2 separate regions of the Mus musculus genome follow, and region 2 is linked to region 1. A link is a contact called in public HiChIP or PLAC-seq data. All regions are on one chromosome and are shown on one strand. The core of a region is the stretch at or near the end of the contact, and the rest is flanking DNA. Distances in the headings are between cores, read along the strand shown.

What was found. HiChIP or PLAC-seq counts read pairs in DNA pulled down with a chosen protein or histone mark.
Region 2: a contact with region 1 is called in an H3K27ac HiChIP or PLAC-seq map of double positive thymocytes, with 4 times the contacts expected there. The contact joins the enhancer-like site here to the promoter of Snai3 in region 1. A contact is called at or near these places in 6 of 39 promoter capture datasets (cranial neural crest, embryonic stem cells, hippocampal neurons and 1 more) and 1 of 115 datasets of contacts at active chromatin or transcription factors (double positive thymocytes).

What each region holds. Positions count from the first base shown.
Region 1 is chr8:122,459,389-122,464,325 of GRCm38.p6, forward strand. Snai3 (snail family zinc finger 3) reads right to left here and starts at 1,301. Exons shown (of 3, transcript NM_013914.3): 1 at 1,151-1,301. The coding sequence starts at 1,226.
Region 2 is chr8:123,396,611-123,401,075 of GRCm38.p6, forward strand. Tcf25 (transcription factor 25 (basic helix-loop-helix)) reads left to right here. Exons shown (of 18, transcript NM_001037878.4): 13 at 397-484; 14 at 1,373-1,531; 15 at 1,906-1,996; 16 at 2,655-2,734; 17 at 4,015-4,087. Among named protein-coding and RNA genes, the nearest start is that of Mc1r, 8.2 kb to the right of the region's middle. Within about 2 kb of position 2,356, at least 19 of the 459 cell types and tissues checked have an H3K27ac peak or open chromatin away from gene starts, as enhancers often do. A contact at or near this core is called in double positive thymocytes, where this site is marked.

The DNA.
Region 1 (4,937 bases), core at 51-2,550:
TCCAAGTGCAATCTAAGGTTTTAACTCTTAAAACAATGGCCTAGGGCCAGAGGCATGGCTCAGTGGTAAGTGCTTGACTAGTCTTGTGTGGGGCATTGATTCTATCCTCCATACAAGGAAAAAAAACTACATTCACTATAAGTACAACTTTCTACCTCCTCTGTAAGGAGACCCAACCACCCAACCAAAAGAAAAATCACACTCTAATAGCGTCTGTTATAGAACTGCTGTTGGTGACTCACTAAATTGAATCAAAAATGTCTCCCCCACCCCCAAGAGCAGGGTCCTAGATAGCACCCCCTGGTGGCAGCAGAGGTGATGATGGGGCCTGATCCAAGAACTCCCACCAGCTGGGGCTATATGAGGGGTGCTGGCCTGAGGCCCGACATCCAAAGTGTCCCGAGGCACTGGGCAACTTCCTAGTAGGTCTTTCTCTGAGAAGTTGCCCACCTGAGTGGGGGTAGCTCTGACCATCAGGCTGGCTCTGAAGATTAAGGGTTCTCTTCTCAGGTGCTCAGACCTAAAGCCCCTGAACCTAGCCGTAAAGGTGGACAACTGAGCCTGTTGTGTGGAGGTCGGCTCTTCCTTGGTCACTGCACCAGGAGAGCAAGGAGGCTTCTGGGAAGAGCGAAGACCACCAGAGGTTGTTTGCTCTATCAATGAGCTCACCACCCACGAGGCAGGATGCTCTGGGGGAGTCCTGCCTTTTCTCACCAGCCACCATCTGCGGGTAGGACAAGTTTCCTGGCCTTGTGGTTAGTGAGACCTTCTTTAGGTGGGTGTATACAGCGCCTGGGACATACTTTAAGTTTGGACCCTTCCAGACCTGCACAGAGAGGACTTCAGGACTTCAGCTGAGCAGTCCGCAGGGAGAGCTCCGGGGAGATCTGGGGCTCAGGAAACTTTGCCAAGTGGGGAGCCCAAGGCATGCCCGAATCTTCTGAAGCAGAGAAGTTAGTTGCCCTGGGCACATCCCTCTTAGAGCCCCAGTCTTAAGCCAGAAGGGGAACCTCCTCCTCTGTTGAAATGGAAAACTCTAGCCCCTTCCCCTCTCACCTGGGGCAGGTGTGACCCAGCTCCCAAGGACTTCCCAGCTGCCTCCAGCCCCGAAGCGCTGCGAGCTGGGGGCGGAGATCCGGCCAACCCCTACCTCTCAGTGTCTCCAGTTTCCCGTAGTTGGGGACCCTGTGACTGGAGTGCGTTTTCACCAGGAAGGAGCGCGGCATGGTCCCCTCCCGAGAGCAGGCAGAGTCTAGCCAGAGCCTGCAGCGGGATTACCGACTGCAGAGTCTGGCGGCGCCGGCGGGCCGCGCGGCCGGCAGGTGCGAGAAGGGTCAGGCTCATTAGCATAGCGCACCACCTCAGCCAACCAGCGCGGAGCACGGCGGGGCGGGGCCGCGAAGCCACGCCCAGGACAGGTGCGCGGGCGGGGAACCCGCCGCGTGGTCGGCGGTGTCTGCCCCACGGGACTCCGCTGGCCCGCGTCATGGTCACGCACCGACCCCGCGGGGGCTCGCCATCGACCTGCCCTGGATGAAAGAGCAGAGTTCAGGGTTAGGTGACAGGTGCCAGCCAACTTGGCCGAGCAGAGTCCCTAACCTCTCCAGCATCCTTTATAATCCATGCCCAGGAGAGTCGGAACAGCCCTGTCTGGTTGTCTAGGCTCTCCGTGTGGATGTTTACGACGTTAGAGTCTGGTGGGACAGTCTCTGGGGTAGGTGGACAGAGCACCAACTGGGTGTGTCTGTCTGTGGCTGAGTAGCAGGGCTGTGTGGCCAGAACTGAACTTTACCCTATAACCCCACATTCCTTGGCATCTGTGGGCTGAGGTGGGAAGGGAAGGTGAGTCGGCAGCGTAGGAGACAGTGGGGGAAGGGGCCTGAGTCACCCTGGCGTTCACATTCACGGTTGCAGGGCACGGTAGCTGGTGTCATTCCGTTTCTGGGAGAAAAGCAAGGTTCTGAGAGTTCTGTGGTCGACAGAACTGGTAACATTAGCCCACACTCCTGGCTGGTCAGATGTGGCTGCAAGTACTCTTTTGTTATGGTGTAATTGTGTGGAAATAGGGCATCTGTGGGAAGGCTATCTGAGGACACATTCCTGCTGGCTGCCCATTCCCCTGTACCTTGGATTTGTAAGTAGCCTTTTTTGTAACCTCTCCCCTTCCAGGCATAGATAAAAAGCCTATGGTTCCTAAACCGGCTTGCACTTGCATATCCTTCCTGTCCACCCACACAATGCGTAGCCTTGGGCTGACTCTCCCAGCTCATCTCCTAACCTCCTTAAAGAGGGATGATCTGGCCTGCTTGAGGGGAACTGCCAGTTTCATGAAAGGTGCTGGGCCCACCTTTGAGGCGGGGCCCCAATAGGCTTCTGACATTCATAAGCCATTACCGTGAAGGAAATTGGAGATCCCCACTTCTCTGAGCCCCCTCACCTTGCTGCTGTGCAAGTTCATTCTTCAGCTATGACTCACAGTTACAGGCCAGCAGGCTTCATGCAGCCCCAGGGAAGAGGTAGTAGCTGTCTCCAGCACTGGGGTTTAAAATTCTTAAGCCCACGGCTGTGGGAAGCCTTCCCAGCGGGAGAGAGGCTTGCCTCAGCCAACACAAGCCTCTTCAGGGCTTTTCCTAAAAAGGCTGAGACAAGCTGTCTGTTGCCTACGCACGCTGTGTTGCTCCTTCAGCAGAAGTACAGGTTTGGGAACCACGCAGGGCCCCACGCAGATCTCAGCCACCCCCAGAAGCACATGGAGCGGGCCACAGGAAAACCAGCAGCCCTGACAATAGTGAGGTACACTCACCCAACAACTCCACCTGCTTCCTCACAGGGGGCTCCCACCGACCGGCCCACAGGAGGAGATGCAGTCTGTTTATGCCTTGGTCCCTGGTATATTGCCAGAGCTAATAGATAGTGTCACTCATGGGTCGGACTGTGTCTATTCAATGTATTCAACTGTGTGATTTAATTCAGATGCTAAATCTTTACAGATGTTGCAGATTCAAGAGAGCTTAACCCACTGATTAATGTCCTAGCAAAGAGGGCAATGGGACTTTGGTGTGCACAGGGGTGGTGGGAGAGTTGGGATAGAGGCTTAAGGCCTGAGTGGTTAGCAACGAGGGAGCCCTTGTCCCCTTCCCTTGCTGATACACCTCCATGTTGGACTTCTGGCCTCCAAATACGTTTCTGGTGTTCTCTCAGAGGAACACTCTGTGGTATGCCATTCCAGAGGACCGCGATAACTTGCACTGATGACATCCTGAAAGCATTGGGTCAGCAGACTGGGTCTGCCCTCCAGAAGTCCAGCAGACTGCCCATCACAGCCTCCGTGGGGGACACAGCTGTCATGGCCCCGCTCTCAGGGCCACAACCTTCCTTCCCTGTGGTTTCCCGGGGTGTCTGGAGTTCAGAACTGTGCATTGATTAAGGGAGGTGTGATCTGCAGATAGCCTCACCAGTCCATCTTCCTCCTGCTCTTCCCGGAGGAAAAGCTCAGAATGAGGGTGGAGGCGGGCTCAGCCTCCCCACTCCCTTGGCCTGACACTGAGTGCAAGGATTGCTGCAGAGGGTCTTTGATCTACAGAAGGCGTTCCGCTCGCTATCAAGAGATTTCAGTTGGAAATAGCCTTTGTAGAGGGAGTCCTTGAACAGCGCCAGGTCTGGACACCATTGTGTGCGGGTGAAGCCTTTTTCTCCGGTGTTTTCAGTGCTCAGAAGGGGGCAGAGAGCGCTGACATCTCACAGAGCAGGAACCAACACGAGGACAGACTGTGTTACTGCCCGTCACCGAGGCCTGGCCCACCCTGGCGTTTCATATACAGGGAGACTTTCTCAACCTCCTCCTGACATCAGATCTTTAGCTGAGGGTCTGGGGTCCCTGCAGGCACCTTGGTTTCCAGGTGGGCTGAGTAGAAAGGCTCCACCCTGTCCTCCCCCACCCCATACAAGCTTGAAACAGGCTCTCCAAAATCCCTTCAAGTAATGGGAATGAGCTCAGATTGGGGGAGGGGGGTTCCTGCACTAAGTAGGTGATACCACATACCACACAAATGTGTGTGAAGGATTCTGGGAAGGCAAGACTCCTGTAGCTGGGTATGGTGGTGGATGGATGAAGTGTGGCTAGGCTAGGCACTGGTTAATTGGTTCAAAGGTGAGGCTCTGAGGCATGCCGTGCTACAGCCTTACAATCACACACAGTCTGCTCTGGTGCTTCCGGGATCTCCTAAGACCCAGGGATCGCTGGCCAGTTCCTCGGAGACCCAAAGCTGAGGAGCCCCATGCTCTGGATTTTTGCCTCTGGTGACCACACGACCCTTTCCTAAGAGGAAAGTCCAGGAATGTGTGACAAGGGTGTTTGCTTTCTAGGAAGCAGGGTGCTAGCTTCCGGTGCTGTTGCATAACTTGAAACTACAGGCATGTTGCTGCCAGCCCAGGTTTCTGACACCCTAGATGCCATAGGGCACAGCAGCATGAGTTGGAGAGGATGGCTGAGTGGGCGGGAGAGTCACAGGGGAGTCCTAGGTGACTTCCTGATACTGCTAGAATAGTCCAAGGTGGAAGAATAGTCCTTAGCTAACTGAACTTTCAGCCTAGAGAGGGTGAGACACATCTTAGGCAGGAACCACCCGATTGTAGACACGGTGCTGCTTTGCTCTCTGCCTGGGGAGACTGTCCCCTCCCCCCTCTGGCAAGTGACTATGTGGCAATAGGTTTGTGTGTAATACTCTCAAGAAAGGTCATGACCCCTGCTCTTAGGGGCCACGTATTAATTTGGCAGATCTCAGCTACTTGTCTCCCTGAGGTGGAATGCTCTGAAGAGAGTGCACACTTAGGAAGGTGTGGGAGAATGGTAAGAAGACATCTCTCCTCTTGTTTCCCTCTCTCCACTCTGGGACTGCTTTGCCTGGGGCAGGAAGTGGGAACCCAGTACAGAAGAG
Region 2 (4,465 bases), core at 1,106-3,605, 940 kb after region 1:
GCAAAGAGAGCCAGGTTGGCTCAGTTGGTCATCCGTCGGATCCTGGTCCCTGCAGAGTTAGCTACAGTCAACCCCACTCTCTAGTCTGCCTTCAAGTCTAGCCTTCATATGATTAAAACGTGCAGCCATCTATGCTTGAAGGTGATAGACAAGAAGTATTCCTTGGATACAGATGAGATGACATGCATCCACTTCCCTAGAGTTTAGAGCTATGTTGGCGCCTAGTGTGAGAGACCCAGCCTATGTACCAATTTTGTGATGGTAGTCAGAAATGAGTCCTTTAACTTCACAGCACCCTGTGGTATATATGACAGCTACCTTCCAGTGTCTCTTGTCTTTTGCTGTGAGGCTGGGACAAGGACTGCACAATCCATGGAACCTTTGCTTCCCCTGCAGTTCTTATGCCACTGCTGGAGTATTGCAGTGTGCGACCTGATGCCACGGTCTCAAACCACCGCTTCTTTGGGCCGGATGCTGAGATCAGGTACAGAGCCCTGCAGATGTGAGACTGCGGGTCCTGCTCCCTAGAGCCCTGCAGATGTGAGACTGTAGGTCCTGCTCCCTAGAGCCCTCCAGATGTGAGACTGTAGGTCCTGCTCCCTAGAGCCCTGCAGATGTGAGACTGTAGGTCCTGCTCCCTAGAGCCCTGCAGATGTGAGACTGTAGGTCCTGCTCCCTAGAGCCCTGCAGATGTGAGACTGTAGGTCCTGTTCCCTAGAGCCCTGCAGATGTGAGACTGTAGGTCCTGCTCCCTAGAGTCCTGCAGATGTGAGACTGTAGGTCCTGCTCCCTAAAAGAGGAGCGGATCCTGTCCTGGGGGCTGCCTGCCCAACTAGAGTAGTGGAGGATGGCCCTGGAGCCACACCCATGTGCAGGGTGTTTCTCTTGTATGGGCAGGTGAGCAGCTGCCAGTCTCAAGAATGAGACCCACAGGATGCTTCCTTAGAAGAGTTGTGGGCAGGCCGTGAAGCCAGGAGGCATAAACGTGGGAAGAGAAGGAAGGTGGCGGGGCTCGTGACCGTTAGTATCATGAACTTTTCCAAGATTTCTAGACTGTCACATTTCTCAGAAACAAGAAAAAACACACAGAAAAAGCTGTGTCATGTGGTGGTTGCCACCCCTCTGCAGGTGCCCAGTCAGCAACTGTAGGCCGGCCCTTGGTGCTGCTCCACAGAAACAGAAACAGTCAGCTGTGTCCTTCCTTTCTCACATTCCTGTCCACAAAGTCCTCAAGTAACTCCAGCCAGGGGGAGTGTCCTGCTCAGCAGCTGAGGGGTCGCCGCCTTTACTCCAAGGCACTAGGCTTCTCCTGGATATCCTTTGTCTCCCATGAGCTCTGAGAAAGGTCCGCTTCAACCCTTGCTTTTCACAGCCAGCCTCCCGCCTTGGGCCAGCTGGTGAGTCTGTACCTGGGGAGGTCACACTTTCTTTGGAAAGAACCCGCCATTATGAGCTGGCTAGAGGAAAATGTCCATGAGGTTCTGCAAGCGGTGGATGCTGGAGACCCTGCTGTGGAGGCCTGTGAGAACAGGTGAGCTGAGCCTGGCAGGTCCACTAGAACCTAGCTCAGGGAGGAACCCTGCTGGCCTGAGTCCCTTCCGTGTGCCCTCCTGGGTCTTTATCGCAGACACTGGGCCTCAGGTTTCAGTTTAGCTTTTGAAGGAGCCACCAGTGGTCCTGGGCATGGTTGTTGCTGTGAAGTGTGTGGGTGTTGTGAACTTGCTGTCTGTACAGATGTGAGGTGAGTGGGCTGGTAGCACAGCTTCAACCCAAGAGTGACAAGGGAAGCTTTCCCAGAAGTCAGACAAGCCAGTGCATACCGGGGCTCTGCAGACTGGCTATGGGTGACTTGGCACTTTGCACCGTGGGCGCCAGTTTATCTGCTGTTGTCTACTCTGGCCTCAGGCGGAAAGTGTTGTACCAGCGTGCGCCCAGAAACATCCACCGCCACGTGATACTGTCTGAGATCAAGGAGGCTGTTGCTGCCCTACCCTCGGTAAGAGGGGTGTGGAATGTGTGCCGGTCATAGAATACAGCTACCCACTGGTCGGCCTGTGTGCCGTATGGGTTGGAACTGGTGCAGAACGTCTGCCCCCATGGCCAGTTTCTCTGGGTCTTCCTCACCATGTGACTACCTCGGTGAGCTATTCCAGCATGGTGTCACACTGTCTGTGACAGAGACCTAGGTCTTCCTCACAGAACCCTGCAGTAGTCCCTGTAACACACGCCCCTGCAGCAGAACCTCGGCTCTGCCCTCACAGATCCCTGTGTTTGGCCTCTAAGGTGTGGCCAAGGGTGGATCATTTGGTGAACCAGCAGCTCAGCGGGACCCTGGCTCCCATCCCTAGACCGTGGTCTGCAGTCAGCACAGTCCATCATTGGCAACATGAGTACAGATAGTGCCACCTGTGTAACGTGCCCTTTGCCCTATGTCCACTGACTGGGGCAAAATGTCACATGTTCCCCCAGACTATTCTCTAGGAGAGACTGTTCCACCCAGACCTAAAGTTTCTTGGAGCAGAAACGGCCACTTCTGCCAGGTGTTGTCACTGCCTCCCGGCAGATAGGTCAGCTCTGAGGTGAGAGCAGCTGAAGCTTTGGAATGCAAAGGTGGCCAGCACTGCTCCAGAATCTGTTTTGTGTCCTCTCCTAAGGATGTGACCACACAGTCTGTGATGGGGTTCGACCCTCTGCCTCCCCTGGACACCATCTACTCTTACGTCAGACCAGAGAGGTACCGCCCCTGCTTTGTCCTCACGCCCACACAACCCACTTTGGTACTTTGGGGCTCGCTGGGGCTGCCCTTACAGACTAGAAGGAAAATGGCAAACATGGGCTGGACAGGCCAGTCCACTGGGGAGTAGGGAAACAGTGTGACACGGAGCTCCTCGAGTCCCCAGAGGTCTGAGCACTTCCCTGTGGGTTCTGTAGCAAGTTGAGAAGTGCAGAATAAGAAGCCACCTCTGGCCTGGTGCACTGCAGCAGACAGCAGACACCACGCCTAGAACCAAAGATGGGCAGCAGTCACATTTGTGTGGAACCTGTGGGGAAAACGTCTAAGAAGCACGTGCCACACTGGGAAGTGACAGTCACCTGCTTTGTAGAAAGGTGTGCCCCAACCAAAGGGTGACAACTAGCCCTCTGCTATGTGCAAGCTGTCTCCCAAGAGCACAGTGTAAGGTCTAGTGAGTGCTGAAGGAAGGTCGTGTGGCTTTGGGGGTGGGGGGGTAAGCGCTGACGTGGGCATGCCTGTTGTGTGCATGGGGCAGCGTTAGAATCTGGGTCATGAAAGAGCTCTCTTCCCTTCCCTCCTAGCCTTCACGGCTGCCCTGCCTGGGTCCATTGCTCCCATGTCTGTCTCAGGCAAGAGCCACAGGCCTTCTAGACCCTGACAGGAGGTAGTGAGTAGAGACTTCCGTTAAAGTTTTAGATTAATATGAGAATTTTCAGTGTGCTCAGAAACATCCTACCAGGCTGTCATAGCCCAGCCATTCTAGTCTTCTACCATGCTCATGGGGTCCCCAGACATAAGTGTGACCACACTGTGCTATAGAGCTGTGCTTGGCCCCTGCAGGGGCCTCCCAGGGTTGCCCTTACCTTTCCTGTCATCTTTTGTGACTGACCCGTCTTCCCCAGCATCATATACTGTAGTCACCTTGTAGTCTCTCCATGTGACCCAGCAGATGAGGTCCCTAAAGAGCCAGCATCTGGGGCTCCCTCCCCACTTCCCTTGTTGCCCTCGGGCAGGCTAGTAGTCAGCAGTGCTGACCCCAGATCCTGATGTGCAGTTTAGGGCCCAGAGCCTGAGTTCCACTCAAAGGCTGCCTGTCCCCAGCAGTTAAGAGAGTGGGTAGGGACAGCTGACCCGGGCTGGAACCCCACAGTGTCTGTTAACTTTAATTTTCTGACCCCTTTCCCTCCTCCCTCCCTCCTTCCCTCCCTCTCTCCCCTTTCCTTTCCCTTGCTTCCTTTCTCTCTCTCTCTCTCTCTCTCTTTCTTTCTTTTAATTTTCAGGCTGAGTCCAGTCAGCCACGGAAACACAATCGCCCTCTTCTTCCGGTCCTTGTTGCCAAATTACACCACAGAGGTATGTTGATTAAGCACGCTGGTCTTTCCCCTCCCAAGTTAACATGGGCAAGTCCTGCTCAGGGTGGAGGCAGAAACGGGTGAGACTGTACCCTGCCTGTGGTGCCATGCTTATAAGTGGGGACTTGGCCTGCTGGAGTTGCGTGGCTATTCTAAGGTGAGTGGTGTGGGCTGAGAGGCGGCTCAGCATCATGGTAGGTTGGCTTTGGCTAAGTGAGCGCATCTGGCTTTCTAGAGCAGCTGCTTCTTCTTCTGGGCAGGGACTTTGGGAGGGGACAGGCTCAATCTTGGGGCCTAAGTTGCCTCAGCCGTTGAACCCAGGATCTCAAGTCTACCCAGACTCAAGTCTATCCCCACTTAGCTGTGTCTCATTGTTCAG